Linked DNA regions of Mus musculus: regions 1, 2, 3, 4, 5 and 6 are each linked to region 7. The links are chromatin contacts, called in public Hi-C, HiCAR-type and HiChIP or PLAC-seq maps. All regions are on one chromosome and are shown on one strand. The core of a region is the stretch at or near the end of the contact, and the rest is flanking DNA. Distances in the headings are between cores, read along the strand shown.

The links. Hi-C and Micro-C count contacts between places; a contact is called where the count stands out from the background. HiCAR-type assays count read pairs that join an accessible place to other places. HiChIP or PLAC-seq counts read pairs in DNA pulled down with a chosen protein or histone mark.
Region 1: a contact with region 7 is called in a HiCAR-type map of astrocytes, with 2.9 times the contacts expected there. The contact joins the promoter of 3830406C13Rik here to the promoter of Ptprg in region 7. A contact is called at or near these places in 2 of 39 promoter capture datasets (hippocampal neurons and liver), 1 of 484 Hi-C or Micro-C datasets (embryonic stem cells), 3 of 115 datasets of contacts at active chromatin or transcription factors (astrocytes, embryonic stem cells and stem cell-derived neural progenitor cells) and 1 of 9 other capture datasets (adipose tissue).
Region 2: a contact with region 7 is called in an H3K4me3 HiChIP or PLAC-seq map of embryonic stem cells, with 31 read pairs. The contact joins the enhancer-like site here to the promoter of Ptprg in region 7. A contact is called at or near these places in 8 of 39 promoter capture datasets (the HPC-7 cell line, embryonic stem cells, liver and 2 more), 8 of 484 Hi-C or Micro-C datasets (the N1E-115 cell line, embryonic stem cells, liver and 1 more), 24 of 115 datasets of contacts at active chromatin or transcription factors (SST interneurons, a colorectal cancer cell line, craniofacial prominence and 13 more) and 2 of 9 other capture datasets (embryonic stem cells and pancreatic islet).
Region 3: a Hi-C map of cerebral cortex shows a contact between it and region 7, with 2.5 times the contacts expected there. The contact joins the enhancer-like site here to the promoter of Ptprg in region 7. A contact is called at or near these places in 2 of 39 promoter capture datasets (cranial neural crest and hippocampal neurons), 2 of 484 Hi-C or Micro-C datasets (cerebral cortex and palatal mesenchyme) and 1 of 115 datasets of contacts at active chromatin or transcription factors (forebrain).
Region 4: a contact with region 7 is called in a Hi-C map of embryonic stem cells, with 5 times the contacts expected there. The contact joins the promoter of Fezf2 here to the promoter of Ptprg in region 7. A contact is called at or near these places in 2 of 39 promoter capture datasets (both in embryonic stem cells), 12 of 484 Hi-C or Micro-C datasets (B cells and embryonic stem cells), 12 of 115 datasets of contacts at active chromatin or transcription factors (astrocytes, embryonic stem cells, kidney and 1 more) and 1 of 9 other capture datasets (embryonic stem cells).
Region 5: a HiCAR-type map of kidney shows a contact between it and region 7, with 6 times the contacts expected there. The contact joins the enhancer-like site here to the promoter of Ptprg in region 7. A contact is called at or near these places in 3 of 39 promoter capture datasets (embryonic stem cells and liver) and 6 of 115 datasets of contacts at active chromatin or transcription factors (astrocytes, embryonic stem cells, kidney and 2 more).
Region 6: a contact with region 7 is called in an H3K4me3 HiChIP or PLAC-seq map of neural tube, with 6 times the contacts expected there. The contact joins the enhancer-like site here to the promoter of Ptprg in region 7. A contact is called at or near these places in 4 of 39 promoter capture datasets (embryonic stem cells, liver and second pharyngeal arch cranial neural crest), 2 of 484 Hi-C or Micro-C datasets (muscle stem cells and nephron progenitors), 14 of 115 datasets of contacts at active chromatin or transcription factors (craniofacial prominence, embryonic forebrain, embryonic hindbrain and 9 more) and 2 of 9 other capture datasets (adipose tissue and embryonic stem cells).

The regions. Positions count from the first base shown.
Region 1 is chr14:12,282,102-12,285,617 of GRCm38.p6, forward strand. It overlaps 3830406C13Rik (RIKEN cDNA 3830406C13 gene), which reads left to right and starts at 2,102. Exons shown (of 5, transcript NM_178141.3): 1 at 2,102-2,156; 2 at 3,284-3,367. The coding sequence starts at 3,315.
Region 2 is chr14:12,105,473-12,109,197 of GRCm38.p6, forward strand. The region is part of intron 6 of Ptprg (protein tyrosine phosphatase, receptor type, G); the gene reads left to right. Among named protein-coding and RNA genes, the nearest start is that of 3830406C13Rik, 180 kb to the right of the region's middle. Within about 2 kb of position 2,144, at least 18 of the 459 cell types and tissues checked have an H3K27ac peak or open chromatin away from gene starts, as enhancers often do. A contact at or near this core is called in embryonic stem cells and stem cell-derived epiblast-like cells, where this site is marked.
Region 3 is chr14:10,630,013-10,633,502 of GRCm38.p6, forward strand. It overlaps a transcript of Fhit not described here. Among named protein-coding and RNA genes, the nearest start is that of Fhitos, 110 kb to the right of the region's middle. Within about 2 kb of position 1,984, at least 10 of the 459 cell types and tissues checked have an H3K27ac peak or open chromatin away from gene starts, as enhancers often do.
Region 4 is chr14:12,344,061-12,347,744 of GRCm38.p6, forward strand. Fezf2 (Fez family zinc finger 2) reads right to left here and starts at 1,805. Exons shown (of 5, transcript NM_080433.3): 1 at 1,527-1,805; 2 at 289-1,178. The coding sequence starts at 1,125.
Region 5 is chr14:12,201,106-12,204,504 of GRCm38.p6, forward strand. The region is part of intron 16 of Ptprg (protein tyrosine phosphatase, receptor type, G); the gene reads left to right. Among named protein-coding and RNA genes, the nearest start is that of 3830406C13Rik, 81 kb to the right of the region's middle. Within about 2 kb of position 1,341, at least 4 of the 459 cell types and tissues checked have an H3K27ac peak or open chromatin away from gene starts, as enhancers often do. A contact at or near this core is called in kidney, where this site is marked.
Region 6 is chr14:12,081,012-12,084,585 of GRCm38.p6, forward strand. The region is part of intron 5 of Ptprg (protein tyrosine phosphatase, receptor type, G); the gene reads left to right. Among named protein-coding and RNA genes, the nearest start is that of 3830406C13Rik, 200 kb to the right of the region's middle. Within about 2 kb of position 1,415, at least 9 of the 459 cell types and tissues checked have an H3K27ac peak or open chromatin away from gene starts, as enhancers often do. A contact at or near this core is called in neural tube, where this site is marked.
Region 7 is chr14:11,551,793-11,555,297 of GRCm38.p6, forward strand. It overlaps Ptprg (protein tyrosine phosphatase, receptor type, G), which reads left to right and starts at 1,761. Exons shown (of 30, transcript NM_008981.3): 1 at 1,761-2,540. The coding sequence starts at 2,456.

The DNA.
Region 1 (3,516 bases), core at 852-3,351, 730 kb after region 7:
GGACACATAAATCTCCCCCCCCCAATTTTTTTTCCTATACAGCAAAAATAAGGCAAAAATAGTAAGCTAGGGCAAGCAAGAATCAGCACTAGGAAACATTATCTTCACTACACATGTACAGAAGAATACCACACAATGGGCCAGTTGCTATTTAGACAATGATGGTGATTTGCAGTATAGGGCAGGAGTATCTCACTCTAAAAAACACCCAGATTTAACTAACAAAATGCAGGCTATAAGAACTGATGCACTATGCGGTTGCCAGAGATTTGTCCTCATCAGCTAGTTGTCTCATGGAAAGGATCACAAATGTGATTTGTCATGAGAGGAGTTATGACAGCTAATCTTTAAGCTGAGAGGAAGAACTTTTATGGGTAACTATACATGATCAAAATATATCTAGATAATCTTTAAGTTTCTGTGATATATTCCTGGTTACTATTTTCCTAAAGATTGCAAAATTTATATACTATCTCTTGGTTTGACAGTAAGGCAGACAATGACTCAAAAAGGAGAGGCTCTGAGGAAAATTTGTAGTTTCTCCCAATTGTACTGCTATGCAAACATGCCCAAAGCATGAGGGTACATAAAGTTTGTCTTAATAAACATGAAAACATTTTAATAGTTAGATTGTCTGTTCACATAGTCCAAAAATAGTTAAAATTTATTTTGAAATTCTATAAAACAAACAAGAATGCTTTGTGACTATGCAAAGGCTATTTTATTCATGGGAGAGCCCAGAACACAGAACCATTCAAGGGTCTATTTTTAAAGAGGGAGGGTGTGAAGCAGTTTAACAACAGATCTGCCAAGCACAGGTTACAGTGCTTCAAAATCAGGAGAAATTTCACTCATCCAGTTAGAAAATGCACAATAGGAAACCAAAGTCAAAAATATTTTTCTTGATGCTGGAGAGAGATGGATCCAGCAGTTATGAGTTCTGGCTGTTCTTACAGAGGACAAGAGTTCTCATCACAACAATCAAATAAAGAGTCTCAAGGGGATCTAAATCTCTATTCTGCCCTTTGAGGACACCTATATACATTGTAGCATACCATCCCAACACACACACACACACACACTCACACACAAACACATACCAAAATTTAAAGGGAACTTTACAAAACACAAAATGTTCTTTTGTTGTGGAAAAAAAAAATGTGGCTGGGGAAGTGGGAAGTCCCACACTGAGAATGAAATAATACCTCTATTGAGAGAGTAGCATTATAAGATAGGAAGAGCCAAGTATCATAGTCCATGCCTTTACTCCCAGGACCAGAGGCAGAGAGGCAGAGAGGGGGAGAGGCAGAGAGGCAGAGAGGCAGAGAGGCAGAGGTATGTCCTGTGATTTAAAGGACTAGCCAGGTCTACATAGTGAGACCTTGCCCTAGAAGTAAAGAAGTGAAGATACCTAAGTGTGTAGAAAAGAGGCTTTCAAAATAAAGGACACACTGAGTTCAAAGTGTCTAAATTCGGTGCTACATTTAATGTAGGTAACCTAGGAGGAAAAACTCACTTAAATGTGTTCTGTTTACCCTTTACCAGCTGTGCAACTCTTAGTTAAGACTTTATCACTCTTCCATATCTCTATCTATAAGCAAAGAATAAACAGAACTACTCGCTCACAAAGTTATTTCAAGGAATAAAATGAAGCGTAAGGGTACACTTCTGCACATGGGAGGAGTGCTGTGGGCTAAACAACACAAGGCTGTGAACTTGCTGTGTTGATCTGTGTGCGACCTAGAGGCTGCTCTGCAGGCCTCGGATGAACAAACTTAATGACAAGTCTTTGGATAGTCCCCACAACACTCACGCCTTCCCCCCCCCCCCCCCCCACTGGAACATTCCAAAGGAGGAATATGTTACAGGGAGGAAGCCAACTGTACTCCCCGAAGACTTTATAACATATGCAGAGACCACTTTTTAAAAGCTTGAGCTATCACCACATCTTCTTCCAGGTTTCTAAGGCCCCTTTTGGGGAATCTTCCACAGTCTCATCTCCCTGAGGTGCTCGAACCCGCGCCAGAGCCAAGCCAAGCCAAGTAGCTGGGACTCTGACTGACGTCAGGAGCGTAAAGTACGCAAACATGGCTGCCTGACCACGCCCAGGTCTTGCGCAGGCGTCGTCCATGGCGCGTTCCCGGAAGAGCTCAGAGGTGGGCGCAGTGTGGTCACAGCCCGTAGCCCCTGAGGCAAGGGGGGGATGAGGAGGAAGCTAATGAGGGGAGCCAGGTGACCAGAAAGGTTTTCCAGAGTTTTCTGGGACGAAAGGCGGGACTTGGGGTGGCCGTTGGGCGCTTCCTCGCTTCAAAAGGCAGAGTTTTTCTTGAACTGCTCCCGAAGGAGAGGAAGAGAGGCGGCAGGAGTGGCTTTCCAGGGGCGCCTGGACGCTGCCCTGGTCGGCTGCAAACCTCGCCGGGAGGAAGGCGAGGAAGCCGGGCGTGAGGTGGGCCCTGGGCGGAGAAGGAGCCTGCTGAAGGGCCGGGCAGGCCCCTGTGCAGTGTGCGGAGCACCCAGAGCTCGGGCGTCCGGTCGCCATCCGATCCTGAGCGAGCGGCGTTTAATTTCAGAAAGTTTAGGGAAGTCTCCTTCACGGAATGTCAGTGTTGGATGTGTCTCCCTTTGGTGGGGCACCTTTAGCTTGTGTGCTCAGCCTAGCGCGTTCAGAGCACGTCATTAGCCCACCATCTATACTTGTGCAAGTACTTTAGCCAAGGGGAGTGGTGCCTGGTGTAGTGTGCCATAGGAAGTCTCCAAACGCGAGTGCTGACTTGCTAGAACGCGGCGGGCAGACTTAATCGACTTTTTCCTAAGTTACACATGTAAAAATACTTCCCCTGTTTGGAAGGGTCATGGTAGCACTGAGCAGTCTTCCGCTAAAGGCAAGACCATGAGTTCCCAGTTGGTCCTCAGACGTGTTTGCCTTTCTGTCTATGAGTGTGTGTTGAATTTTTAGGTTTTTTTTTTTCTTTCTGTTAAAATGTCCATTAGTCTTAGTGCCGGCTGTTTGTTTGTTGAAATTCTGTTTAAGATTAGAGCTTGGGTGGAGGTAGCAGATATGAAGCGTCTTGAGTTTACCTGATCCATGGTGTTTTGAGTGAATTTGACAAATGCAAAAAAAAAAAAAAAAATTAATAAAAATGTGCTTGAGTGCATTCTTTCACATTACACATAAAATTGTCAGTTTTCTCTTTTGAGAGAATTAATGTATTGTTTCAGTACTAAAACCAAATCGCACAGTTGAACACATGGGTAAAGATAACTAAATGTTTTTATTATTTAGCAGAAAACTTATAGCCCAGCTTTGATTAAAGATGGCTTCCTTGTTTACTCAAGAAATTCACCTTTCTAAAAGACATGAAGAAATGTAAGTTTTTGAAAAAGATACTTCAAATACAGAGTGTATGTTACCTTTATTAGTGAAACATGCACAGGAAGACAAAAATGTGAAAGTATCATTTTCTGACAGGACATTTTATTGTAGATAACTTCATTGTCTCTTAAGAATGAGAGTAA
Region 2 (3,725 bases), core at 894-3,393, 550 kb after region 7:
AGAGACCACTGTACTCTGTCTTCTTATAACCGTAAGAGTTGTAGTTAGCTTCTCTATGCCTTGATTTTTATATGGGCCAAGCATGTTAAAGTCACTTCTAGGTTGTGGAGAGAACTCTGTCAGGGAAGTAAGTGCTTGCTGTACAAGCATGAGGGACTGAAAATGATCCCCAAAACCCATGCTAAAAACAAAATATCGGGTGTGAGAGAATGTGTTTGTAATCAAAGTGCACAGGTGGCAAAGGCAGGCATCCATGCTGGGCTTTACTGACTAGCCAGTCTGTCTAACTGTGAGTTTCAGGCCAGGAAGAGTCCCTGTTTCATAAAACAAGATGAATGTTGCCTAATGAGTGACATCAAGACTGACATCAAGCCTCTACATGCAAACATTCACAGACATCCACAGAAACATAAACACACGTACACACACAAATATAAAAAAGGGCATACTTTGTTGAACTGTCTACTGCTAGGAAATTAGGATGACTTGTTTCTTAACTCCCTGGTTCGACATTCTAGACTCTGGGAATTGGGTCCATATAATGGACCTAACGTGATAGAGTTATTTTAAGGATCAAATCACTTAAAGTTGCAACAGGACCTCTGCATGTATTGAATGCTGTGAAAGTGTTTTGGTGTGTAAATAGGATATTGTGTAACATAAAATATAGCCCAGGATGTCTTTTTTAGAATCTCTTGTAGAAGATACTGTAGTTTTGTTGACTTTAGTACATTTACTTTCTACTGGGATTCTTGTAGTTTCTGCCAGGTACCTAGACTTCTGATATATGGAAGTTATGCTGTGTCTACACTGAATATTCTGTGTGAGTAGTGTAAGACGGTCAAACTGTGGGAAGAATGTGGCTCCAGGCATATAGCTGTGTCTGGTGGGTGGCTCAAAGCCTTGAAGGCCACCAGCAATGTCTTGGGAGCTGTGGTGGAAGCTACTGAGGAAATGAGGCAAATCAATAGCAAGACCTCGATAGCTTTAAGATATCTGTAAGTGCAATGAAGAGGGCTGTCTCCATTTTAAGTTCAGGTCTTCTCTGAAGATGCAGATAAAAGCTAGAACCCTCTCTGATTTATAAAGAAAGGCTTATAATCTTAGAAGTCTGGTAGGGTGGATAATAAGATGATTCCATTTAGTCCAGAGAATGACATTCATTTGCTGTATTTTCAGTTTTAAATGAGTATGTTTATTAAATATACAGTAAGCCAAAGTAACAGAACAAATAGCAAGTGATAGAAGGCAGATGATAGCTAGATGGTTAAGTGCTCAATAAATTGATAGATGATTGGTAGGTAGGTAGATAGATAGATAGCTGATAGATAGATAATAGGTAGCTGATAGATAGTTAAGTAGATAGATACTGACCTAGACGATAATGACAGGTAATTATAGATAGGTGACTGATAGGTAGATGATAGATAGTTAAATGTTAGATAGATTGATACATGATTGATAAATAGATGATAGATAATTAAGTATAATTATAAATGGGTGATTATATGATGATAGCTAGCTAGGTGATGGATAGTTAGAAAGAAAGGAAAGAAGAAAGAGAGAGAAAGAAGGTAGTTACATGATAATAGATGAATAGATAGACAGATACATAGATAGCAAAACATTGTCAGTCAGGTACATAAAAACATGCAGCATAGCTGACTGAGGAAGCCCCCATTGAAGCAGTCAGCTGGAGTTCCTAACAGAGAGTGTCTGGCAGAACAGAGTGGTCCCTTATTTTTTATTTTTTATTTTATTTTTTTCTAAATTCTCGGGGCTGGAGAAATATCTCAGTGGTTAAGAGTACTGACTTCCAAAGGTCCTGAGTCAATTCCCAGCAACCACATGGTGGCTCATTGTTGCGAGCCATCCAGCGGCTCACAAGGCAGGTACACCTGAATAGCAGGCCGCCGCTGAAAAAGAGGGAAACTAGGGAAAAAGATGAAACCAAGACAGTGTTCTGATCAAGGTTCAAATTTTTAATGGCAGACACGCTTTATAAAAGAGTGGGGGGCAGGGGAGGGGGTCCATTCCCGCCAATTCATCCTTGGAGCCTGGAATCAGCTGCAGGTGATGACTACCGATAGGGCGTAGTCTCCGGAATAGCTCCAGGGCCTCTCAGCAGGTAGCAGTACCTTGAAGTAGAACAGCAGCAGTGGCAGAACAATAGAGTGATCTAGGGAGGAAGGCTCCACCCAGGTCAAGTTCCGGCTTAGCCTGCTTCAGGCTTATAGGAGGCTACAGCTCATAACCTTCTGTAACAGGATCTGACGCCCTTGACTGCTGTAGCTGGAGACAATTTTACTTACATAAAACAAATAAGTAAATCTAAATTTTAAAAGATAAAGAGAGAAGGGGTACTAAAAAAAAAGAGGAAAGGATAATAAAAATTTTCTCCTAGGAGATATTACTGTTATAGTGATTTTACAGTTTAGAGGCATCCAAGAAAAAGAACAAATAACAACAGAAAGGCAACATCATCAGCTTAGACCCTCTTAGCATCTAACAGAAACCATCGGGGTAGGCTGAGGCAGGGTAGGAGTTCTCAGATGAACATTTTACCCACAGGTGATCTTTCCCTAACTGAACATACCCTGGCTAGACTTCCATCTGTCTTCTCTCCCCCACAGTTATGCTGTAGGATAGACACTGGTGTCCTCCACGACACAGTGCATGTACAAATAAGAAGGCTTAGAGGACACTTGATCAACACATGAGCCGGAAGGGGGCAACACCCAGCCCACGTCTACAGCCAGCTTCCTTCTTCGTGAGCTGAAGCAGCACTCTGCAGTTTTCTCGTTTGCTTTTCTGTGCTACCCAAAAGCAACTTAGGGGAGGAAAGAGTTCATTTGGCCTACACTGTAGATCATAATTCATCGTTGCAGGAAGTCAGGGCAGAAACCTTGGAGGACCACTGCTGCTGGGCTGGGTTACTCTTCCTCATGTGTACTGGTTTTCTTGTATAGTCTAGACCTACCTGGCCTCCCATAGCTGTAATCAGTCAAAAAACAGCACCTCACAGACATGGCCACAATTCATCCACTACATTCTTCCTGCCTACCTCAGCATCTATAGGGCAGCTTTGCATGCCCTAAAATGTCCCATCCCTCCAGTTTTCATCTAATTTGTTTTAGGTCCTGCAGTTGGTCGGAGCTGAGTCGTTCCTGGCATTCAGATGCCTGGCTTCACTTCCCAGGACAGCTTCTTTGAAGCTGTTTAACCGCAGATAGATTCCACCTTGCAGCATGCACTACATTCTACACAGAGCTATTGTCTGGATCATTGTATCAGTTTATTGTTACTCTTTATTCCAGGATCATTGTATCAGTTTATTGTTACTCTTTATTTGAGTACGGGTCCTCTCACCTCTTTTCTCTCTACTCCATCTGTCCCTGTCTCTGTCTCTCTCTCTGTCTCTCTCTCTCTCTCTCTCTCTCTCTCTCTCTCTCTCTGTGTGTGTGTGTGTGTGTGTGTGTGTGTGTGTGTGTGTGTGTGTGAGACACTTGTTCTCTCTCTCCCTTTCTTTCTTCCTTCTAAGCCTCTTTCTATGGCCAATATTTTTAGGTTCAGAGGCATGCCCTGTCAAGGTTCCACTTGGAACTGGATAGGTCTTGAATGATACCACCTTTCCCTTTCTTCTGACCAGATCTCTGACTGGCAAGGAAAGAAGGTTTATCTAGCTCACAGTTTGAAGGTACAGTACATTATATTAGGGATGTCGT
Region 3 (3,490 bases), core at 734-3,233, 920 kb before region 7:
AGGCAATCAACAGCTGAGAGGGTGGAAGCAGTTTTCTCCAAGGAAGTAGAGTGGAGGAAGAGAGAAGGGGGACTGAGAGAGGCAAGGGGGAGTGAGAGGCCAGAGAGAGAATACACTTACTTGAGAAGAAGAGAGGAGCCATATGGGAGGAGTTGGAGTCTGGAGGAGAGGGAGTGGGTGAAAATGATGTAAATGCATGTATAAAATTCTAAAACCAAAATAAATTAAAATGTAATAAACACACAGACTCTTCTCTTGAGTTTAATCCGCATGTAGAAAAAAAGGTAAATAGACTCAATACTTACATAATAAACACAATTACAGATGCATGCCTACTACAGAAGAGAAAAGGAGCCAGAAGGAGAGCTTATGTGTTTGTACGTGAAATATGAATGCCATGGGCATGCTGTGCCCGTGAAAGTCAGAAGAGGGCATCAGATCCACAGGAACTGCCGTTAGAGGTGTCAGTCGGCTGCCTAAAGTGGGTGCTGGGAGACCCACTCTGGTTCTCAGCAAAAGCAACAAGTGCTCTTAAGCTCTGAGCCATCCCTATAACCGCTCCAGGTAAATAAATATTTTTAAAAATAAAGGTTGAAAGTTTTTGAGTAAAGTTCACATATGAACCTATGTGCATGCATTCCTACACTACAAGTACATATACACAAATATACAACACACAGAGATACACACTCCAAAAAGAATTAGAAACATATTTTTAAGTGCGGAACTAGGTTTATCTGATCAAGATCACTCGAGCAGAGACCTAAGCATTTTTAAGGACCATCATGGTTACTTCTGGGCCTGCCAAAAAGATGAAAGGCATCTCTCTAGCCCTCAAATGCTATAGCTATCTACAAGAAATCAACTGTAAAAATATTGAAGACAGTGCATATCCTGACTGTTTAGGAAACTCAGCCACCATTTAGTCACTGTCTATTCCCCAGCTATAAATTCATCTTGTAAAATTACCAGTGACTTTTAGAAAAACTCAGCTCCCCGCCCTTTCCTGTTAGCGTGCTTGTTTTCACTCTGTCAGGATAAAATTGGCTCTCAACTTTGGATGCTATTCCACCCACATCTTGAAATGTATTTAGGCAGAATTTTCTGGTTTTATATGAATGCTAGTTAACCAGACATAGGTCTTATTTTTTCCATCTTATACAAAATCCTTCAAGAGAAAAGACAAACTAAGTTCATGTTCAAATCACCAAATTGACTCAGATCTTTGAATGCCATTCAAAGTTTCATGTTATATACTTAACTTAAAAAAATGACTCAGTGTAAATGTCATGTCTGGTTAGAATCCTATTCCTGGGATCTTGCTTTCACTTGAAATGTAGTGGAAAGGAAGATTCTATGGCTGCCAAAATATAATTGATCATCTGGAAACAACAACAAAAAAAGTAGCATCGCTTTTCTTTCTAGAAAATAGGAAAGCATGCAAATAAATCAGTAATTTCCCTTCTAGCAAAGCCCTGAAGTAGGGGGGTATATTTTGCTGATTGAAGGGGATGGGACAAAACAATCATTAGGCTACCCTTTTGTCCCAAATGACAACATGTCATCTTCCAGTCATTCCTGAAAAGCACTGAGCTTTAAGCAAGTGATCCTAGTACACACAAAGACGGTAGGATGTCTGAACGGTAGGATGTCTGAACACAAGCCAGCACATCATGAAGCTCACCAACAGAAAAATTAGTCAAAGGAATGGAGAATAGGGAAGGAAAAGAGAAATGTTACTTCAGGGTCAGGTGAGGTCGGGACACTATGGGTTACACAGAGTTACTTCAGGGTCAGGTGAGGTTGGGACACGTTGGGTCACACACAGCTGAGTGAGTTCTCTTACAGGATTTCTCAGATTAAGCTCTCCTCTAGTAATGCAGGCCTTGCTTTGCATGCAGGGGAAATGCCAGCCTTGAGCACATTCAAGGAAATGCTGGTGTGCACAGGTCAGGTGGTTAATGGAAACGCTCAAGCATGTCCCCAAACTCTGACAAAGCAGAAAGCACATGCCCAGCAGGGAGCTCCCGCCTCTGCCCCCTGCATCAAGTCCCTCAGCTTCTCTCCATGGACCTCACTGGCTTTAAAAGAAAGATGATGCTTATTAGTGAAGTGCCTTGGGATGGTTGGGCAGGAAACACTAAATAAGAGCCAATTATTGCCTTCATTACAAAGCAGATGATCAAATAAAGCATCTCAATTAACTGACGGAGTTTGGATGCTTCTTTTCTTCTTGCTTTTTCTATAATCTAGCTTTCCCTAGTCCAGTCTAAAAAGAACAAACTGAAGACTTCTAAGGAAATACATACTGTAGTGACATTCTTGAGGATTCTGGAATTTTGGTTTCTTTTAAAAACACAGCAATATTATAAGAACATGTTTTCATTTTAGTCCCAGGTGTAGGATGTGGGGCTGCGTCAGACTGTCTACCGCAGCTGGACATGATTTGCCTCCTGCTCTAGAAGAAGCATAGTTTTGCCAGCTGCAGATGATTTCTTCGATTGCTTGATGTTTGGAATTATGGGAAAATTTCAAAGAGTATATCAGTGTGAGGGCCCCAAGAGGTAATGTGTGGGTGGTTGTTGGTTGTTTAGGGAGTTAGTTATGGTTTGACAATAATTGTGGTCAAAGAAGAAACAAAAGGAAAGAAATTAGATTGAGGGATTTTCTAATTTTTCTCACCCCTCTTTTCTATCCTTGTTTCTCTCCTGTCTACTGCTAGGAGGTGAAACTGAGGGGATGGAAATAAAGGGTAGGTAAAGAAGAGCCCACAACATAGCAAAGACTGGCTATAAGAAGCCATGGAGAATTTCTTTTTCCTTTTTTCTTCATTTTGATTCTTTATTTTTGCATGGCTGGAAATGGGACTCAAGACCTTGTACATGCAGGCTATTCTCACTCTGTCCTGAGATATCCCAGCAAAACAATCTAAGCTTTCTGATCAGATTCCTCTCTGCAGATTTCCAGTGAGAGTCAACTGCAAAAAAATCCAAATTTCTCAGCCTTGTGTACAACCTTTATAGGCTTTAGCTTTCAAGTTTGTAGGCTGATAAAAGTTTAGGTGCAGGTTCCATTTTAGGGCATCTTAAGTTATTTCTCTTCCCTGATCCCTTAACTCTCAAGTGTTCTTGTCACTGAAAGGGTCAGAGACTGCCTTTGCAGGCCTAAGAAGCAGGTTAGGCCACTGTTCTCAATAATCTCATTAAAAATGCATATTAATAGTAACATCAGAGAATGGGGATCGATTCAATGTGACCACATGACCAAGAGGGACAAAGATTCAGTGACCTCCCAGCTCCAAATCCTTCTTGGGGCCCTAGCAGGAAGGTGAAATTTAAATATAACACGAACAGTATGCCTAACTAAACAGTCCCAGTCAAGATGTGACCCTGCCACATTGACCAGTCAGTGTCTATGCTTTCCTGCTACGTAGTCTAACAAATTGTAACTCTTTCTCCTGGAGATATGTTCCTCTGGCTGACCCAGTCTT
Region 4 (3,684 bases), core at 555-3,054, 790 kb after region 7:
GGATGAGAGCGGAACTTAGGCTGAGTCTGCCAAGGGCCTAGAATCAGGCCCGGAGGCTACAATTTACCTCCCTTAACCAACCATCCCATCTGAAGCCAGCAAGTCCTTTTGTCAACTGTGTGGCGATTTTACAGCCCCATTTTACAGAATAGGAAACTGAGGCTCAACTGAGCATCGAACGGAGCGCGCAGCTATTGGGAAGCTCCTCTGCTTGAGAGAAAGGTGTACAAGGCAGCCCAAGAAAGTCAGGGGCTACTAGCTCCCTCCCCCCAGAACCGTAGGCCTCACCTTGCCGCACACTTCGCAGGTGAAGTTTTTGGGTTTGCTGTCAGTAGAGCCCCCCGGTAGTTTGCTGTGGCTCTTGACTCCCCCTCGTTCAGCTGTCAAGGCCGAGTTCTCCTTCAGCACCTGCTCCAGTGGCGCATGCAAGCGCTCCTTATGGGGATAGGAAGCTGGGTGGGGGAACTTGTCCGCAGCCAGGCTGGCCAGTTTGGCGTTCTCCAGCAGAAAAAGCTTGGGGTGAGCAGCCAGGGAAGTGGGGGCCTGTGCGTTGAGGAGGCCGGATGGGAAAAGGTGGCCTCCGAGGAGCTCCGAAGGTGGGTAAGCGGTGGAGTCCAGGTAGTTGAAGTAGTAGAGAGAGCCGCTGGCAGGCAGCCCCACAGCCTGGTTGATGACCTGCGGTTTGATGACCCTGCCGGCGGGCAGCGCAGAAGGCGCGAGGCCCAGTTCGGCCTTGCAGCACACGCCACAGTTGGTTTTGCACAAGCCGCTGGCGCCGCACACTGGGGCCCCCCCGCCGCTGCCTCCTCCTCCACCGCCGCCCGCCCGGAGGCTGCTCTTCCAGAACTCCGAGTAACTGAGCAGCGTCTTGGACGGCACCTCGTAGCCTAGAGGCTGGAGAGGGATCATACAGGGCAGCGGCGAGCAGAGGTTGAGCAGTTTCTTGCTCTGGCTGCTGTCTGCCTCTAACGCAGCAGGCCGGGGCTCGAAAGGCGCTCGGGGCTCGGACGTCTTGGCCATGATGCGCTCGATAGAGAAAGCTAGTGTTTTAGAAGTGGCCGGTGACGCTCCAGCGCGCGGGCAGGCCGGGGGCACCATGGTCTCCAGGGAAGCTGAGCTGGCCATGGCGCGCCAAGCTGGGCCAGGCTGGGCCAGGGCACAGCCTCTCTCCTCTAAGTCTGCATTCCGGAAAAGGCAGGGGGGAAACCGCAATTTAATAAGCACCTAGTCGGCCCGGTCACCCATTTGCATTCAAATGAACAGAAGCAGAACAAAGTGCACCCAAGGGTACCAAATTACCGCCCATTAACCCGGCGCGCAAAGGAACCCACCAGCTATTGCCCTGGGACTATGAAAGGGGGAAGAAGGGGGAGGCTGTACAAAGGAAAGGAGAAGGGGTAGAAGAAAGGAGTCTCAAATTAACACTCCCAGCCCTTCCCTGGACCCAGGCCTTCGCCACGCGTGCTGGGAACTGGGCACTGAAAGAGCAAAGTTAAAGAGGGCCGGAAGAACCACCTCGCTTTTACCTCTTTCCCCCACCGCCAAGGAGATGCGTTCCGAGCCATGCAGCGTGTCTCTTCTGTCACATTTTGATGGCAAACATCTTCCCCTCCGCGTGAGATCACTGTCTTTTACATTCAGCTGACATCACATGAAGTCACTTGAAGTGGAATGACATGGGCGGCGGCGCGACTCCCGTTGAGGACCCTGCGTTCCCCCGCGCCTGCCGGCCGCCGCCACCGCCCCTCAAACTTTAAAGGAGGCAACTAGCGCCCGCGCTCCCTTCGGGAAAGTGCGAGCGGTTTGCGAATCGGGAAGGAGGGAAGAGAGGGAGGGGGGAGGGGGAAGAATCGTGATGGTTTTGCCGGTGGAAGGAGGTGGGGGCCGCCCAAACCCAAACCTAGGCAGAGTTCCTTGGGTGATTCACAACTTTGGGGGGCCTACAGTTTTAGGGTACGCGGGGAAGGCGGGGTGTCCCCGACGCGCTACCTCAAAGGGCCCCTGGTGTCCGTCTAATCACCAAAGTATCCCTTAGCCCTGCGCAGCCGAACTGGGCACCGTGCTAATAAACTGCCATTTACCTACGGAGCCAGCGCCAGCCCCGAACACGCGCAAATGATAATTACCTCATTAGGATGTGGCGCATGGACGCGGGCGTCGCGTTTGGAGGGGGGAACTTGTTAATGGGGAAATATTAATTTATGCAAAAGCAACGAGCTCGCCTTGGCTGGCGTCGGAGGTCGAGAGAGAGCTCCCCGCCGCCTAAGGACGACCTCGAAGAGTCCGGGAGGGCAGGCGGCGTGCCGGGGTCCTGGGGACCTGGGGAAGGGTGGGTGCGCCTGCAGCTCTCTGGCCCACTTTTTCAGTAGGGCTGGGGGATTCTTGCCCTGAGAGGCCTAGGGCTCTTTGAGAAGCTAATCGATCCGAATTGCTGATTTGTGATCGGGTTTGAGAGGCAAAGGCAGGCTCTGCGCCTGGTTTAGGGCTGCGTGCGGGGAGGATTCGGAGGGCAGCTCTCCCGCTGTTGGGTACTTACTGTTTGTATAATTGAGAAGGTCCAATCTCCACCTGTTTAAGGAGCAGATTGAAACAGCAGAACCTCCCCTGGATCCTATTAAAACGTTTTTCCTCCTAAGGCCATTCAGTCGAACCAATTTTCCGAAGTGATTCATAGAGCTGAATTCTGCCAAGGCAGCTCTTTCACTTTTAGCCACTAAAGCACCGCGTGGAACCGGGTTTTGTGTTTTTCTAAAATAAAAAGAAGGATTATCAGAGGGGAGAAGGAGGGGGTCTGAAGGGGGGCGGGCAAAGACTTAGTGTGGCCAGAGGTACAAGCAGAGGGAAGAAAAGGCTCTTTTCTAGACAGGCCCCAAGTAAGTTCGGAGGAATTCAGCGTTTTTGTGCCGGGCGCACAAAAGCAGAGCGCTCGGCGCTGGGTTTGGAGGGGCTGAATTCATGTTTGCAGACCATTCCACCTGCGTATCACAACAAACTGCTCAAAGAAGCTCCAGCACTTTCAACAGGCCGGGTGCTCTTGGTGACAACAAAAGTGGTCGAGGCTGAGGGTTCTTATGGGGGGGGGGGGGCTAGCTAGAGAAGGAGAGAATTAGGTTTAGGGAAAAGAGGGGCTGTGCATGGGGTTTTTGAAAACTTTTGGCTGTTTTTGTTCGTCGGACAATTATATCTTGCCAGCCGGCTTTTGCAAGACCAAGAGCTTTGTAGCCGCAAAGGCAGTTTAAGAGGATTACGGTGGGTATAATATGAGCAAACAGGGTTGAGGGTTTGATAGTCAATTCCTTCTCCAGAGATATAGCATCAGCGGAGCCGGGGAAAGTGCCGGTGAAGGCAAACCCTCTTCTCCGTTTGCAGCTGAGTGTCCATCTGATCCCCGGCCCACTACTACCCATCCCAGGGAAAACTGTCCATCCAACGCCAGACGGACGAGCAAAGCTCTAGTTTGGACTGCAGCCGAACAACATCCTATCCTCGGCAAAACTCTTTCCTTCCATCCACCTATCTAGCTGTGTCTCCTCCGATGGCCATTTCAGATCAGGTGTGGATGGAGCAGGTAGAGAAAAGAAAAGTATAGCTGGGGAACGGGTGGGGGTGGGGGCCAACAGACAGAGATCTCCAAGGAGAAGTGACAGTGGAAATGGTCTATGATAGACTAATAATCTCATCCTG
Region 5 (3,399 bases), core at 91-2,590, 650 kb after region 7:
GTCAAATATTTTGTATTCATGAGGACAGCAAATGTGTGCGCTGTTAAAGTGATTTAGTTCAATTGGCTGTTGGCTGGATGACTGAGCAACAATATTGAGGCATTTAACAATGTTGATGGTATTCAGGACAAACATTTATCCTCTAGAGAACAGAATTTGATCAGGATGATCAAATGCAACTCCGGTTTCTCAATTATTTATGATTTGAGACCCCAGTGCTATTCATCACAGCTGGTTTTGACACCATTTAATTATTCAAAATAATCAGCTACACCTCTGTATACTTGATCTGACTTAAAGATGGGCTTTGCTGTATCAAAATCCTGCCTGGGAACAAATCCTGGGCATTTATTTGTGCTCTATTTCTATCCTAGAAACACTAATCTGCTGGGTTAAGGGTTTAATCACCTAGCATCAGTACTGTGCGCTGGGGAAGCTAAGCAGACACGGCCAGGAAACTTCCATTAGCGCCTCCTGACTCCACCTGGGGAAACTGAACGCTGAGTTACTTCAATCAGAAGACTTCTAAGAAAACTAGAAGGCAGTGACAGAGAGTGGAGAATCATGGGGCCGATATACTGTGACCTTTAAAATTTACCAAAGCTTTGAAGGATTTGTAAACAAAAGCATTTTCTATTTTAGTAACCTTGCTAAAAGGGAAATGTGGTAACAAGCCATGTGAGAGAATAAGGCTATTTTATAAACAGAGGTAGTAACTGACGGTGTAAGGGCCAAAAAAGAAGTTTTGTGTAATAGGAAGAATAAATAAGTAATTAAAATGAACCCATTATTATGGTCAGGGAGTATAAGCTCGTCACAGATTTCCACCCACTGTGAGGACATCCACAGTCACTGCTTGCTTAGCACAGTGGATTATGTTGCTCATTTCTTAGATCTCATTTCTCAACGACCTCACTATAAAGTTGAAAAACTTTATCCATACAAAAAGCAAGATATTAGGTGGCCAGGTTTTGAAATGGCAGCAGCAGGGGGTTGAGACCATTGCTGTCAAACTCCATTTGGTGAGCCCCAGTAGCTTCCAGACTCGTGAAAGTAGTGTCCTGTAATGAGCTGGAGGCAAGAAAAAGAAACAAGGGTGTCCTTGACTGCCGTGTATTTGTGCCTTGGAAAAAAATAAAATAAGACACGTGTTTGGGGGCCTCTCCTGCATGTGTAGGTAAGGAGTACATGATCTTTCCGTTACACAACCTTTTTAGTCCCAAATTTGGCTTACAGAAAGCCTATTCAGCATCTAAACAGAAGCCTCCAGTTAGCAAATCACTGATCTTCGTGAGAATACCCCCTCATGCTCAGAGTTAGTGAGGCGAGGTAAAATAAGTGATTATTAACTAGTCCTTGTCTGTGTGCAAGGTACAGTGACGAATTAGAACCGTTCCATTTGGTGGTGCTGGGAGGCGACCAGAGAGAAATGAAAAGGAAATGGTCTAAAACCAATCCGCTCTAGCACTTCTGAGCCTCTCCAGTTACGTCTAGAGAGGCCCTGTGAGCTTTGACTGGCTAGTTCAGTACCAGTTCCCCTTGCCTCTGCTGGGTTTTGAATCTTGGGGTTTAAAAAAAAAAATGGAGTGAGTAACTGTCATATTTTAAGGATGCAATTGCTGGTGGGGGGAGGGGGGGCGGTGGTTGGAAACAGCCCACTTGAATAATTTTGAGTCTCTGTCCAGAGGTGAAGCTGCAAACCAGTGTTTCATCTTCTCCAGATAAATCGTGAACAGTCTCCAAAGATGGGGACATTGCATCTCTCAAAGGTTCTCTAGACTGTGAAAATCATAGTGTGTCTTGTCCACTGGGCTTCCTGGAGAGTGGCTTTCCCAGAGTGGCTTGATTTTCTTTTTGGTTGTTTTGGTTTGTTTTGTTTGTTTTGTTTAATATCAGAACCTCTTTCCCAGCTCCTAAAATCACAAAGCAGAAGGCTTCTTAAAGTACAGTGCTGGCTAATACACAGGGGTTAGAGGGATCAGAAGTTTAAAGGCTGGACATGGAGATGAGGCCAGAGGCCCAAGGCCCTTGCCACAATCCTTTGGGGATGGACTCTGCTCCAATTAACTGCTGAGCTAAATGTGGACCGGTTGTTCATCTTAAATTGAGAACACAAATCTTGGCCACCTGAGCCCATGCGCTGAGGGACTAGTGGCCCCATTGTTTTGTGTCACGAATGGAGACTTCAGTGACTGCTGCTGATGTGGAACAGGGAAGTCCCTGGAAAGATACATCATGCTGCACAAGGACTGAGCGGTGGCAGGATCTGACCTTGGGGGAGCTGTGTGTTCGGTCTTGAATGTTAAAGAAACGTGTGTTTGTTTGGTTAGTTTGGTTTGGTTTCTCAAGACGGGGTTTTTTGTTTTGTTTTTGTTTTTGTTTTTGTTTTCTGTGTAGCCCTGGTTCTCCTGGAATTCACTGTGCAGACCAAGCTGGCCTCAAACTCAGAGATCTACTTACCTCTGCCTCCCTAGTGCAGGGATTAAAGGTGTTTGTCACCACCACCACCTGGCTAAGAAATGTGCTTTCAATCCTTATCAAGAAAAGCAACTGTTAGCCGGGCGATGGTGGTACACTCCTTTAATCCCAGCACTTGGGAGGCAGAGGCAGGCGGATTTCTGTGTTAGAGGCCAGCCTGGTCTACACAGTGAGTTCCAGGACAGCCAGGACTACACAGAGAAACCCTGCCTCGAAAAAACAAAGAAAGAAAGAATGAAAGAGAGAGAGGGAAAGAGAGAGAGAGAGAAAGAAAGGAAGGAAGGAAGGAAGGAAGGAAGGAAGGAAGGAAGGAAGGAAGGAAGGTAACTTTAAGTAAATCCTTTTATAAAAGGGGTTGAGCGATTTTTTTTAAACTTTATGACCCTGTGCCTGAAATGAATTTTATTGTACAGGCCAACTGTGGGGTGGTAGGAAGGGGCTCTGAGCAAAGGCCATGGGTTTGGATAGTGGGGGAACGTGTTGCCTTTCTGAAGAGCACAGGTTTAAGGCTGAGATGAGAACAGGAGCTGGTAGAAGATAAGAGCCTGAAAGTGTGGCAAAGGAATTCTACAGGTTCCTGCATTGAAAGAAAGTCAGATTTAATGGCCAAAGACAAGATGGTGATGGCACAGCTTAGCAAACCTCTGTTGAGGACCAGCTTTCTGTTGGATTGTAACAGCTCTGGACTAGTCATGACTTAATGCATTGCACTGTCTGTAGGTCAGTCCCCTTAACATACCAGGTTCAAAGGATTTTTCTTCCGGAGTTCTTTGTTGGGTTAACTGAAGGACATGTAGGTAGTATTTCTTTGGATGGTACCACAGAAAGACAGGCTGGCGGGCCTTCCCATGCCCTCTAGATGGCCTCTCCCCCAAAAACTCCGAGGAGGAGATTCAGCCCAGTACATCTCCTGAGGACTCT
Region 6 (3,574 bases), core at 165-2,664, 530 kb after region 7:
ACCCCAGTTGCTTTGCTTCATACTGTTGCATCAGTGTAAGCCACTCTAAGAACCAAGGTACCGGGAATTAGGGATTACTGCAGGTCTTCCTAGAGCAGTCCCAACCCAGCCGCCCATGGCTGTTCAGTACTCATTTGAATGAATAAGAGTAGAGAGCTGGGTCCATGTAAGCAGGTAAAGAACAGTGCCCATCCATTCACCTGTCAGCTCTAAATACTACAGCAGGCACATCCAACCCTTTCACGTTGTGCCACAACATTGGCACCTACAAAGTTTATATATGAGAACTTTACACAGGGTTTAAGAAAAGTCACAAGGCTAGAGAGATGGCTCAGTGGATAAGAGGCCATGGAGGGACAGAGTTCAGATGCCCGGCAACCTCACAACAAGCTAGACATGGCCGTGTGTGCCTCTAGCCTGAGCCCTGTGGAGAGTGCAGACAGGAAGATCTCTGGGACGTTTTGAACACTGCCCTTATGAAAAATATCAGCAAGAGACCAGTATTGGAATAATGCAGAGAACACAGAGACAGAGGAAGTTATCCAATGCCTCACAAACGCATGCTTGTGCACACACACACTCTACCCCCCCCCACCCCCACACACAGACATGCATGTACGCGCTTCTATGCCTCATGTGCACACAAACAGGTGCAGACGCCAGCACACATACCATCAAAGAACAGGCATACACCAGATAGATAGATAGATAGATAGATAGATAGATAGATAGATAGATAGATAGATAGATAGAAGAAATGAAAAAGCAAAGGTGAATGGTCACATCTAATGTGTTTTGGTTGAAGTTGATATATGTAATACAATGTTTTTTAAATACCAATAAAAAATCTGTAGTATTTTGTTTGCAATTTTGTGTCGGGCCCCATTCATAGCTATCCTGGGGTTGCATGCAGCCTGCAGGCCATGACTTGTGGCTCCAAGTCATGTCATTTTAATATCTTATTTACCTTCTTCTTTTCTCACCCAGTGCTAAAGGCACTAAACTCAAGGAGTTCTCCATACAGCAAGTGCTGTACCAGAAAGCTACCCCCAGGCCCCACTTAAATAATTTAGCCATGCCACCTCTCAGCTAGTTCCCTAGTCTGCCTGCCTTCCTAATGCAAGCAGTGGCGATTTCTGCTCATGGAAAAGGATTTTCTCTTACCCAAGGATCAGTCTGGCATCCCTTTGATCCAGTATGCCTTGTGTCTTGTACTTTTCATGCTGCATACATGGCAGGGATTTACAGCAGTCCCTACACAGCCCTGTCTGGATGCTAAGTCTTTTGTAAATGCAGTGCCTGGAGCAGCTTTTTGCTTGGAGGGAATGAAAAAGCAAAGGTGAAAGGTCACATCTAATGTGTTTTGGTTGAAGTCTCTCGCTATGCTGGGAAACAGCTGGCCCTGCTCTCTCCCCGAAGCTTTTACTATTGTTGGGGCATTGTGGTGCATCGTGGGGGTATTGCCAAGGGAGAGTAGGAGCTGTTCAACACTGCCACACAGAGTAGAGAGAAACTTCCAGGCCAGGCACTGAGCTCACAGTACACTGTTCTTTTGCCCCAGGCTCCCCCAGATAACATACGTTTTTCTCTCTCTTTTATTTCAAAGGTCATGATAATGTTACTGTGAGACTGAGCATTGTAGCTTAAGACTCCAGGTGGAGCTTTATGGGTTTAGAATTTCACCTGTGCTTTTGTTCCAAGAGCCTGCACCCCTTGCAGAGGGCTAGCTTAGATGGAGCAGGTGGTATCGTACCATCAGCTGCTAGGAGACACATTTCAAGGCACAGAAGCCCATGTGACCCTTGGTAGTATAATTTGCAGAATGCCTACTCTGCTAACATTCTCCTCCACTTCTGTGGAGGAGTGAGATGAACTGAAAGCCACAGAAATGGACTTGACCACCACACTGAAGACACTGGAATGCCCATGAACACAGGTCACTGCCTATGTGAACAGTAAGAAAGCCCATCTTGGCACAGTCTGATGTCCGGTAGATCTGTGCCTTTTTCTGAAGATAAATAACTCATAAATTAACTAGTAACCATCAAGAATGCCAGTTACCAATAATAAAGTCATGACAGGGGAGTTCAAATTCTGTTAGCACTTATGTCTGTATTTCCTTTTTGCATAGATTCTTCCCTGGGGGCTGCTGCAAAAAGGAATTTTCCATCTGCCCATGGCAGCTAGTCCTAGAGGTCTATCTTACATGTGCTGAAAGTGAGATGAGGACCAAGGGCCAAAGCCTTCCCCTTGGACAAGGGCTTCTGTAACCCAAAGATATGGCGACACTGTGTAGAAAGCCATTAAGTCAGACTGAAACTCTCACACGACAGTGTGTCTTCTTTGCAAACATGTTTTGGGTACATTTTATTCATTCATGTATGTAGGTTTACATGCCTATGTGAGTGTCTGGCTCTGTTATTCTTCACCTTATTCCCTCAGAGTGGTGTCTCTCACTGGGCCTGAAACTAGGCTGCTAGTCAGCAAACCACCGATCCTCATGTCCATATTCAGCCCAATGCTGAGGCTAGAAGCCCAAGCAGCCATGCCAGGCTTTTGTTACGTGGGTTCTTAGACTTGAGCTAAGATCCTTCTGGTTACAGGTATTCTTGTCAGTGAGCCTTGTCTTCAGCTCTTAAGAGTTTTGATAGTTCCACTTCTGAACTGGAATCTACTCTTAAACCACATGTCAGGAAAAGTCCTATAGCTTTGCCATACCCTCCCCCAATCCCCCTTCCCTGAGCCTTGTGCTTTGCCTCCTTCTGAAGCTTGTCCCCGTTTTCCTTCTTGATTTCCTTGTGATGTAGGGTGCTAAAATGTCTCAGCACCTCTGATCCCACATTTCATAATCCCATTACAGCAGTGACAGCCAGCAGACAACATGATGTAGAGATGCCAAAAGTGAAGAAAGACACCTGAGCACCCAGAACCGAGGCTTTAGGCTGTATCCTAGAAACATGGTATTTCTGAGTCCTGAATGAAAGACTACGGAAAGGAAGGGCAGTTGGGCCATAGCGTTCAGAAACTGATGGGGAAGAAGAACCCCCTTCTTGACCCCCTTCATGAATTTCTGGCAAGAGTTTAATACTGCAGACTGAGCGGAGACTGAGTTCAAATCCCCTACATAAAAATCCAGGTGTAGCTCTGCACGCCCATAACCCTACCACTGGAGAGCAGAGACAGGAGGATTGCAGGGACTTGCTGGCTGACATCTGTCCTAGTTAAGTCTCTTTTGTTGTGGTGTGGTAAAGACCATAAGCAAAGCAGCATGGGAAGTCAGGGTTTATCCGGCTTAGCAGGCCAGTCAGTCTGTCACTGAGGGGAGTGGGGGAGGGACAGAGGCAAAGCCATGGAGGGATGATGCTTATTTGGCTTGCTCAGCGTAGTTTTTTCTATACAACCCAAGACTACCTCCTCAGGGGTGGTGCCCCAACAGGACTGGGCCCTCCCACATCAGTCATTAATCAAGAAAATGCCCACAGACTTGCCTCCAGGCTGATGAAGACATCTCAGTTGAGGCTCCCTCTTCTTAGATGACCCTGACTAGTATCTGGTTGACAAAACCAAACCAAGC
Region 7 (3,505 bases), core at 511-3,010:
ATAGAAAGAATTCAGGGTTGCCCAACAGGCAACACTTATGATGTCGCCGACCTCTGTGTGATTCAAGTCCTACCGACTGAGTGTTAAAATACGGAGTCACCTCGAAGGAGGCAGTCATTTGTGCTAGGGTCATTTTAACGTATCCCGCTCTGACTGGCACTGGGATATCCATCCCTCCAACCCATTTTTCAAGGGAACTGGTCATCATGAGCACTCAAGAGCGACCCTCGAGTGCAACAAAACCAGGAAGTGTCAAATTCCAAAGCAAACAGATTGGCCTCATTGCCTAGCACGGGAAGGGTGTTTGCGGGGTTTGGCTAAAGATAGATCTGGGGGCCCGTTCCAGGAACTTCCTGGCATTTACTAGTTTTGCACCCCAAACTTTTCAGAGGTTTTTCCTTTGGAATTGTGGGTGCGAGACTGCTTTCCTAAACAATGCCACAGACTCTCAGAGCATCTGTATAGTATTTGAAAACCGAAAGAACATCCGGTTGAGATGTTTGGGTGGGTGTGGGACAGTGCCGCGTTGCGATGAAACGGCAAGGGGACACTTTAAAAATATGTCCATATCCTTTTCATAGAGTGGCAGAACAACTATGAAAAAAATACAAATGGCTAATTACGTTGGCTCAATTACAAATTTGATGGAAAAAAAAAACCCAAACCAAAACCTGCCTCCCCTCTTTTAGCACCAACGTAGGAGGAAAAAATAGGTTGCTGAAAAGCCCAAGCGATAAAGATCTCTGTGAGAGCCAAGGGACAAAACTCATTACAGATAAACCTAGCCCTTGCATTTCCCCCGGATGCCTCTCCCTGTAGTTTACTTAAGCCGTGTCTCCTAGGACGGCTGCGGGAAACCAGTCCTGCCCCGGGGTGCTGCTTTCCCCTGCCCCGGGTGAGAGGCGCACTTCATTTGCCCTCTGCCTAACCAGGCCAAGTTGCAGCCACCTTCTTCCCGAATCCGGGGGTTGGGAAAACTCCGCGACAGACCTTCGTAGTTTGGGGAAAAGTCCACGACAGACCTTCGTGGTTTGGGAAAAGCCGATGTGGGCCTGGAGCTGGATTTTGCTAGCCTGGGATGGACTCCCGTCCCTTTCCCTATCTCCCAGAGGTAGATTCGAACAATGGAAGCTCGGAAAGGGGGAAGGGGAAACAACAACAACAAAAAAACCTCAATGAAACCTGAGTGCAAAGGCCGCTGGGCTTTGTCTCTTAGCCCGGGAACGCAGCAGGAGAGGGACGCTGGAGGTGCACCCCGTCAAGACACCGTCCAGGTGGTGAGGCCTTACGGAAGTCCCCTCTCCATGAAAATGTAGCTGCTGGTCCTTTCCTCTCCCCCAGATTCCAACCAGACCACCCTTTCCCCCTCCCCCAAGTTCCGGATCCATGAACGAGGTCAGGGATCTCTCCGAATCCGTACTTCGTCTTTAAGAACTCGAAAATGGAGCAAAGCCATGCCGACCCTGGATGGCAGCTGGTCTCTTCCCTGTCTTCAGGGTTACCAGCTCCCCTAAACGCACACCCATAGCCCTAGGCACGCCTGGAGAGGAGAGTAGTGCAAGTCCTTGGAAGCCGGAGCCCAGCACGGCCGCTTTAAGAGACGCGCGCCCCCGCCGGCGGCAGCTCGGGGATGCGCGTCACCGCGCGCCCGTGCTTGCGCGCCCCCGCCGCCGCGCGCCCCCAGCTCGCTCGCTCGCCCGCTCGCCGGCTTTAAAGTCTCTGCCAGGATCCATGCTCACATGTTACTTCCTGTATGGAGGCATGGCCAGTTTCCAGCCCCGCGCTCTCGGTTCCTCCCCAGCCTGCGCCGGAGCCACAACTTTCAGGAGCATGGACTGAAGGCGCCCTCGCCCCGGCGCCCCTCTGAGATCCTTTGTGTTTCCCTGCGCTCCACTGGCCGTTTGTGTTTTGGGGGGCTCTGCGCTCCGCCCCGCCGCTTCCCTCCCTTTCCAGGCTCGCAGACATGCCTCCTTCCTTGCCGGGGCCCTGGAAGGAGCTGCCCGCCTGAAGCCCGGAGCCGCCGCGCCGCGCACAGCCCCGCCGTCGCCCGCTGGTTCTCGGGCTGCGCTGCGCTGCCGACTCAACTTGGGGCTCTTCCGCTGCTAGCCACCGCCACCCGCGGTCCCTGCCTGCTCCGGGCCCCGGGCTCTGCCGCCGTGCGTCTTCTCCTCGCCCTGCCTGTCGGCTGGATCGTGTCTGAGCGGAAAGCAGCCCTTCTCCTCCGAGAGGATCGTCCCTAGCTTGGCTTTGCATTCCCGGTCACTTTTTGAGGTTTTCTCGGGAGCGCTTGGCAGCTTCCCGGATTCCAGCGGGACCGGTGGCCGAGTGTGGGGGGCCCCGTGTGGCGGGCGAGCCGTGAAAGCCTCCAGGCTTAGCGGAGCCTCGCTCGGAAGCAAGAACTTATTCAACAAGTTTACCCCCCCTGCCTTTCTCTTTTCGATGTGCGTTTTCGGACATGCGGAGGTTACTGGAACCGTGTTGGTGGATTTTGTTCCTGAAAATCACCAGTTCTGTGCTTCATTATGTGGTGTGCTTCCCGGGTGAGTGAGGGCCGCCGATGGGACGCGTCTCTGGCCGGCGCGCGGGGTATGCGGAGTTGTCGCCGGGGCGCGGAGCTTGGGCGCCAGTCTAGGGACCGCGGAGAGGGTGAAGGGGGGCCGGGCTACCGAGGAGGAAAGAGAGCTCTGCTTCATTGGCTCCGGCAGTGTTCTAGGAGGCTGATGGTCAGAGAGGGCAGAAGCAGTGGCGGGCTGGAAGGGAGGGTTGGGGACTCAGAGATGTGCTCTGACTGTGGCTTGGGAAGCTTGAAGCATCTGGAGTATGGGAGGGCGGGGGAAGGCGACTTGCTTTGCTGATCCGGAGCTGATCCGGAGGGCTATAGTTGCACGATAGGATGTCTGGGGAGATTGGCTGTGGGAAGGATGCTCTGTTGGTTTGAGTAATATGGGGTGCTCCCGTTGCTTCTGCGGGGATAGAAGGAGCTCATAATCGTGGCTCACTTTGCATCCCTCCGACCCTTTGTAGGGGGGAGGGCGGCGTTTGGGGATGGAAGGCGGAGGCTGGCTGCAGAGAAGTCAGGATGTGGGGAGCAGCCCGCGTTGTAGTCGCCGGGCCGCCTCCTTTCAGCCTTGCTCCCGGCTGAGGTGCGGGCTACGCCTCAGTGCAAGCGGGAGGCAGCTCCCTAGACGCGGGGGGCCTGGGAGCCTCGGGAGAGCAGGAAGCAGTGAGCAGGGAGTTTTTCGCTAGACCCCTGCTTCACTGGGCTCACGGTCCCTTTCTGTATCTTTCTTTTGGGTCCAAGTTCAGGGCGCGGGTCGACAGCTGGGTAGCTTCTGGCGTCCGGGCAGATTTTTTGGCTGTCTGGCGTGCCCTCCCTACTTTCATCTTTGCCCTTTTGCAGGCTGAATGTGCCTGCCAGATCCAGACCCAGACCCGCTTATTTTCTAGCCAGGTTAAAGCTGGAACAATATTGGCCACTCGACAATCCTAAATCACTGCACGTACC